Linked DNA regions of Triticum aestivum: region 1 is linked to region 2. The links are chromatin contacts, called in public Hi-C maps. All regions are on one chromosome and are shown on one strand. Each heading gives the region's core, a stretch centred on a gene start, on an enhancer-like site or on the middle of the called end of the contact. The rest is flanking DNA. Distances are from core to core; before and after follow the strand shown. Region 1 holds the start of LOC123070863. Region 2 holds the start of LOC123070860 (mitochondrial import inner membrane translocase subunit TIM50).

Region 1 (3,575 bases), core at 664-3,163, 180 kb before region 2:
GAGAATTCAAAAAATCTTCCTGCATTTGAAAAGATTCATGAATTCAAAAATTGTTCACAAATTCAAACAATGTTCGCGAATTCAAAAAAATCACAATGTTAATGAAGAATTCAAAAAATGCTCATGAATTCGAAATAAACAACTTTTAAAAAAAGAGAATAATTTATTAAATACTGAACAAAATGTTGAAAAATTTCATCAATTTTTAAAATTTATGAACATTATCTTCAAATTCTGAATAATTTTTGAAATTCCAAAAGATGTGAACATTTTTAAATTCATGGAAATTTCCAAATTTTCAAACAATTTTATGAACATTTTTGGAAATTCAATAATTTTTAAACCATAAAAAAATAAACACAAACTAATCAAGAATAAAAAAACAAAATGAAACAAGTGAAGACAATAGCCAAAAAAAAAGGGTGGTGGGGGTGGGGGGGACTGGCCAATAAGCCCGAAAAACTAGAAGAAGAAAAATCCAAAATTGCTACCCGAACGCTTCCTACTCTCACTAATGGGTCGAGTTGCCAGGAGCAATGAGCACTACGATCGACCGATGGTCTATAAAGTAAATTGCCCAAACCATAGGTTAGTAGAAAACATGAGTTTACATTTTTTTTTCTGTAAAAAACACCATGGGTAACGTAAATATTTTGACAAATAATATTGATCGATGGATTAGGCTTGTTTGAGCGTGTTTATGAGTGGATCCCATTTTTCGCTGACATGGCAATAGTGGTTTCCAGAAAAGGGCGTTAGATGGGGTTTAAAGCAAAAATAAGCCCCCAACCTTTGTCCCAATGAAGCACATGCCCTTCTACTGCATCACCATGGTTCTCACCCCTCCACCACGGCGCCCCACGCCGGCTTCGGCGACATCCGCCTCCATCGCCGCCATGCGATGCTGCTCGCCGCGGTCTCATACTCTTCTGCTGCTACTAAATGTGGTGCGCCTCGTACTGTGCTCATGACCATAACGGTGACGACCATGGCAGGGACAGTCGTGGATGCGCGAGATGACCGATGAGGATGGCCTACTTGCATATGCTCCTGCATTGGGCGTGAGCCTGGCTGTGAGGCAACACAACAACGCGGTGTTGGCGCGTCGTCCAGGAGCCCGAAGGAAGCACTCTCTGCTCATGGGGGGAATCAAGCTCAGCTCCGCAGAGGGAGTTCGCGGCCGGAGCCAGAGAAGAAGAGCGTGTGAGGGGCGAGGCGACGCTCCGGTAGCAATTGCAGCCGATGCAGCGGGACAACGTGCGCATCCAGGGGCTTACCCTGGTCGTCGAGATCAAGATCGAGCTCCTCAGTTGTCCTCCTCCTTCTCCCACTGCCTCCATCCGTCGGTGAGGTCCATCCGCCGTCCCAAGCCTCCATCGATGCCCCAAGCTACCGATGAGAGCCTGGGCGACGCCGCCCCAAACCTACAGGGTTTATGCACGTGGGGGGCTAATTGCGTTTTTCTTTTTGATTCAGGGGTGTCTATATAAAAATTCTAGGGACTGGTTTATAAATTCAGATTAAAACTCATCTTGCACAAAATGTTATGCCACGTAAGCAGAAAAGTGGACCCACCTGTCATAAACATGCTCAAACGAGCCTAATCCGTCGATCATTGTTGTTTGTCAAGAGATTATGCTAGACATGGTATTTTTTGTCAAAACAAAATGTAACCTCATATTTTCTGCTAACCCTCAATGTGGTGGGTTTGTGCAATTTACTCATAGTCTATTTTTTTAGACAAACTCACAGTCTAATTTTGGTTTTAGAGGACTCACAGTCTAAATATTGCCTGTCTGGAACAGTTGGGCCGTCAAACTATTGGACCTGTGTTTTCCGGAGCCCAAAGTTGTAAATTTGTCTCTCGCTCCAGGGCTTGGGCCGACGCCCATTAGACGTAGTTGTTGGATCCCACACGATTACAGGTAAGCCTCTCGGTACGCCGCGCAGCCGCCGCAGCGAGGTTTTAGGGGTAAGCACAGAGAGAGGACTCCCGGCGGCGGCGCGAAGCGGAGAGAGAAAGAGGCAGAGAGATGTCGAAGCGGCAGGGTCCCCCGAAGCACCAGAACGCCTACGCATGGAAGCCCAACCTCGGCCGGAAGATCAACGAGACCGTAAGCCCGCGACCCGCCTCCCTCCCCTCCCCGTCTTCTTTTCCGTTCTTGTGGGACCTAACCGCTGCAACCATCGCCGCTGCTCGCGCAGGAGCCCGGAGGCAGGTTCCGGCCTTTGTCGGAGATCACCGGCGTCTGCCAGCGCTGCCGGGACCAAATCGACTGGAAGCGCAAGTATGGGGTTCTCCCTCCTTAGTTATATTCATTCATTAGGTCGTTGGTTTACTTGTGTTCCTTGGTCCGATCTGTTCGTCTTCCTTTTGCAGATACGGCAAGTACAAGCCGATTGTTGAGCCTGCAAAATGGTAGCTTTCTTGCCTGCCTGGTTACCGCACAGTATTTGGGAACGGTTGTAAGAGGGGATTGTGATGGATGCCTATGGTTTTCTTTTTATTTTTGCAGCCAGAAGTGCAGTAAACGAAACGTTCGGCAGGCGTACCACAACGTCTGCACAGGTGAATTTCGGCTGCTTGGCGATGTCTCTCGCCATGGTGGTGCTGGTGTGTCGTTTGATTGACACTGATATGTGTGATCTCTGCTCAATGCAGGTTGCTCCAAGGAGCTTGGGATTTGTGCCAAGTGCTGCACCTCTGTTAAGCAGCTTGTTGGAAGGTGATCCCCGCTATTTCATTTTATTGTTACAGTAGTACGGGTGCAGCTACACCATGGCTGGAATTTGAACTGTGTTTTATTTTATTTTACGTGTTGTAACGATTCAGTGTTGTCCTGTAGGGATGCTGAGGAAGCAAACAGTGAGCGCAAAGAACTAGAGGAGGTTTGATTCTTCTACATTGGAAGAGGATTGTTGTGAACCTTGAGAAATCCATTTGTTTTGTGCTGACCAGTGAAATGTTTTATAGGCCATCAGATATGCTAGGGAGAGGGAACGACGGACACTTCTTCGCCTTGTGAGTACTTGCTATTTAATTTTTATTGCTGGATAAATTTAATTTCCGTGCACTTACGCTTCTGTGTATGCTCTCCTTGATGTTAGTTCTTAACTGGCCTAGGAAGCCCATAAGTCCGAAATCTGAATAAAGGACCCCCTCTATTCTTCTTGAAATTTGGACTACAGGAAAACTTGAGGGGTATAGAAAAAACTTCCCTTAATCCACATCGCGAACTAAATAGAAGGTTCCATGCCTCAATTTTGAGCCTAGCACAATAAGATAGACATTCTAATTTTTCCTTCTGCACGCAAATGAAGGAGAATCCTAGCACGAATCCTCTGATCTTTAGCTTGAATGAGCGTGTTTAACATAACTAGTTTTTCCTTCTCTTTAAAAGAAGAATGCCACTCATTTATTGTGCCTGTTAAACCAAACTCTAAATATATTACACTTTGCATCTCCTATATTATAGCATGTCATTGTTGTATTATTACTCAGATGTTCATTGGGGTTCAGTTATATAAATTGTATACATGATGAAATCTGTTCACATAAATTTAGCAGAAACCCT
Region 2 (3,524 bases), core at 909-3,408:
TGAAACACAAAGCCGAGTAAGTAGGTTGTTTGCGTATGGGATAAAAGGGGACTTGATGCTTTAATGCTATGGTTGGGTTTTACCTTAATGAATCTTTAGTAGTTGCGGATGCTTGCTAGAGTTCCAATCATAAGTGCATAGAATTCCAAGTAAGGGATGATATGTTAGTTTATGCCTCTCCCTCAAATAGAATTGCAATAGTGATTATCGGTCTAGTAACGTAGTCAGTTGCTTAGGGACAATTCCACAATTCCTACCATCACTTTTCCACACTTGCTATATTTACTTTATTGCATCTTTATCTAAACAACCCCTAGTTTATGTTTACGTGTTCTTTATCATCTTGCAAACCTATCCTATCACACCTACAAAGTACTTCTAGTTTCATACTTGTTCTAGGTAAAGCGAATATCAAGCGTGCGTAGAGTTGTATCGGTGGTCGATAGAACTTGAGGGAATATTTATTCTACCTTTAGCTCCTCGTTGGGTTCGACACTCTTACTTATCGAAAACTGTTGCGATCCCCTATACTTGTGGGTTATCAGGGTCTCGCAAGTTCAATTCATTGATCACCCCTGAAGATGGGACGACGGAAAATGAGGGCGGCTGATTATAGAGCGTGCGCATGCGATGCGGGCTGAGGGTTTGTTAGACCGGTTGGTGGTCCCGGCTAGCCGGTGGGCAGCTTGGTGAGGCCACCGGATTACATGGTATTTCTTGGCGCGAGGTCATGGCATATCATCAACCTTGTAGGTTTGGCGACGGTGTTCGTCGGGAAGGTGGCTCTGGGTTGGTTCATGTATTTATTTTCTAAGGCTTTGTTGAATAATATAATAAAGATGGTCGTGTGCATCGCTCGGTACTGAGATCGGGGGTTATCCACCTTTTTGAAAAAAAATGAATTTGCAATATATGTGCATCACCCGGTCAGAATTTTTTTCTCACCAAGCTTTCATCCCAGCTTCATGTCACTAGGATAGTTTGGTCTGTGACGCAATGAAGGAAATTAGGACCTTGTGGCATGATACTTTCTTGGACCAGGTCATAGGAACCCTTGGGGCGGACCATATTTTTACATTTGTGCCATGATCAATACACCAATTATAACCTTGCCTAACCAAGTCCACACCATGTAAAATGCTACACCACGAGTAAGAGTTGTCGTCTCTAGGTTGGGCGTCAAGATGTGCTCATTAGGATATCTCGCCTTCAGGATCTTAGCACAAGGCTTTTTGAAGAAGTTAAGGCAGAAGACAAGGATGGTGCTATGTATCGCTTTTAGCGATACACATCAAGGCATTGCTCACCTGACGATAAAATGTCGTTACTGCAGTTTGGTGGGCCCATCAATTGCGCCGTCTCTCCTATGGCGTAGCGTGATATTTTTCGACAGTCGTCAACACAGTGTGAAAAAAAGAAAAAATGGGTACATTGTGTGTGTATGTGGGCACTAAAAAAGTCCTTTTCCTTTTTAAAATAATTTATTTCAATAAAACCGTTAGTTTGCGAATTTTAAAAAAATTCTTGAATTGGAAAAGTATTCATGAATTCGAAAAATGTTCACGAAATGAAAATGTTCACAAATCTAAAATACTACGGATTTCTGAAATATTCATTTTAAAAAAAAATCAGGAATTTGAAAAAACTATCTTGTTTTTATAAATATTCACGATTTAAGAAAACATACACAATTTAAAAAATGTGCGCTAATTGTTTAAAAACAGTGAGCTAAAAATAAAATTCAAAACATAAAAGGGAAAAAGGAAACACAAAAAAAACAGAAAGAAAACCGGAAAACGAAGTAATAAATATAAAAATAAAGAACAAAACTGGATGAAGGTTCCGGAACCTTCCCAAAACCGGGTAGGATGTTCTGGAAACTTTCTAAAACAGCTTAATACTTCTCTACACTCCCGCTAATGGGCCGGCCTGTAGGCGAGGAATATATATTATACTGCTCGTGGCGGGCGATATATATATATATATAGCTATCGCGCAGAAAACAAAAAAATTCAAGAAGGCCGAACACGAAATTAAACTGGGCCACGTCCCTACCTAGCGCGCCGGCATCTGGCCCGCATGCCTGTGGCCTGCCCCCCTCCGAAACAAAACGCATCGTCCACGCATATGCCACTCTCCCGAGCCCTGGAGAAATTGCTAGCCGCTGACAAGTGGGGAACAGCTTGCAACAGTCAGCCCCCGAGACCCCGACTCCTCCACCTCCTTCGCCCATCGCCTCGCCGCCGCCTCCCTCGCTCCTCTCCCCTCCCTTCTCGGGCTCGGGCGCCTCCTCCAGTACAGTCAGTCCCCGTCTCCCCTTAAACCCTCGGCGCGAACCCGAGGACCCCTTCCACATTCCTTGCCCCTCTCGCAAGCCCCGCCATGTCCCGCATCGCGAGGTCGCGCCTCGCCCTCACGCTCAGGTCCTCCGCCGCCCCCTTCTCCACCATTTCACCCGCCGCCGCCGGCGCATCCCTCGCTTCGAAGGAGGCGCCTGCCGCCGCCGACGCATCTTCCGCTCCCAAGGAGGCCGCCGCCGCTGGCGATCCCTCCCCGGCACCGCCTTCGGGGGCCCGCAGTTCCTTCGGTCTGCTCAAGGCCGGTATCTTCACCGCTGTCACCGCCGCTCTCGGCGCCACAGGCTATGTCACATACGGTGCGATCTCCGATCCGTATTCCTCCGCAGGATCGCTCGGTTTGGCCTGGTGTCGCGCGTGTGATTCGTAGGGGGTGATTCGTGTTTTCGTCTCTGTAGCTTATTCCGTGGATGAAGTGGATCAGATGACGCGGGAGTTCCGGAAGAACTCGAAGCTCCCAATCAGCGAGGACTTGTCCGGCTTTGAGGTTACATATCATGTTTTTGGGTGCTCGTGTTGTTTTATCCTGTTGTTTGGTCAGTTCCGTACGTGACTGCACAAACATTAAGCAGCAGCATTTTGATGAGATTAGGAAATGTGAACTTGGGATCTGATGAGGTGTGCAATAAACTTGTAACATAGCATGCATGGTAGTAGTATTTTTTGTTGTTGTGATTTGCATCATCCCCTATGTAGGAGCTTACACTTTCTGGAATAAAATATTTGGTTGTTTGGTTCGAGTAGCAAGGAATTGGCATGTATTAGAAGGATGCGGAAATCTTTTGGTCTGGAAGATGATGTTCTATGGGAGGCTTGCATTGTGGTGGTTTGAGAAAACGTAGTGTACATCAATAACTTTCTCCACTAGATATCAACCGTCAATCTTGTCTGACAATAATGACTTTTCATGTGTGCAGAAGTTTAAGGCTACGGCTTATTCAGAAACTATGAAAGGTAGGGACTACTGCACACTCATTCCTTGTCTTTACTGTTACCTCTTGGATACGGATTGCCAAATATCGTCCAGACATTTTCTTCATCCACCTAATGAGCAACTCACTATCCTGTTATGATTGCTTGGTACATAAACTGGCAGCTTCCAGGCAACCTTGGATAGTTTTCCTCACACACCAGTGAATAACCAAGTCTCTTCACTTTTAAGTAGTA

What was found. Hi-C and Micro-C count contacts between places; a contact is called where the count stands out from the background.
Region 1: a Hi-C map of leaf shows a contact between it and region 2, with 3 times the contacts expected there. The contact joins the promoter of LOC123070863 here to the promoter of LOC123070860 in region 2. A contact is called at or near these places in 2 of 5 Hi-C or Micro-C datasets (both in leaf).

The regions. Positions count from the first base shown.
Region 1 is chr3B:554,800,872-554,804,446 of IWGSC CS RefSeq v2.1, reverse strand. LOC123070863 reads left to right here and starts at 1,913. Exons shown (of 8, transcript XM_044494243.1): 1 at 1,913-2,114; 2 at 2,206-2,288; 3 at 2,381-2,419; 4 at 2,517-2,569; 5 at 2,663-2,726; 6 at 2,847-2,889; 7 at 2,975-3,022. The coding sequence starts at 2,034.
Region 2 is chr3B:554,618,906-554,622,429 of IWGSC CS RefSeq v2.1, reverse strand. LOC123070860 (mitochondrial import inner membrane translocase subunit TIM50) reads left to right here and starts at 2,158. Exons shown (of 11, transcript XR_006433971.1): 1 at 2,158-2,656; 2 at 2,756-2,844; 3 at 3,275-3,311.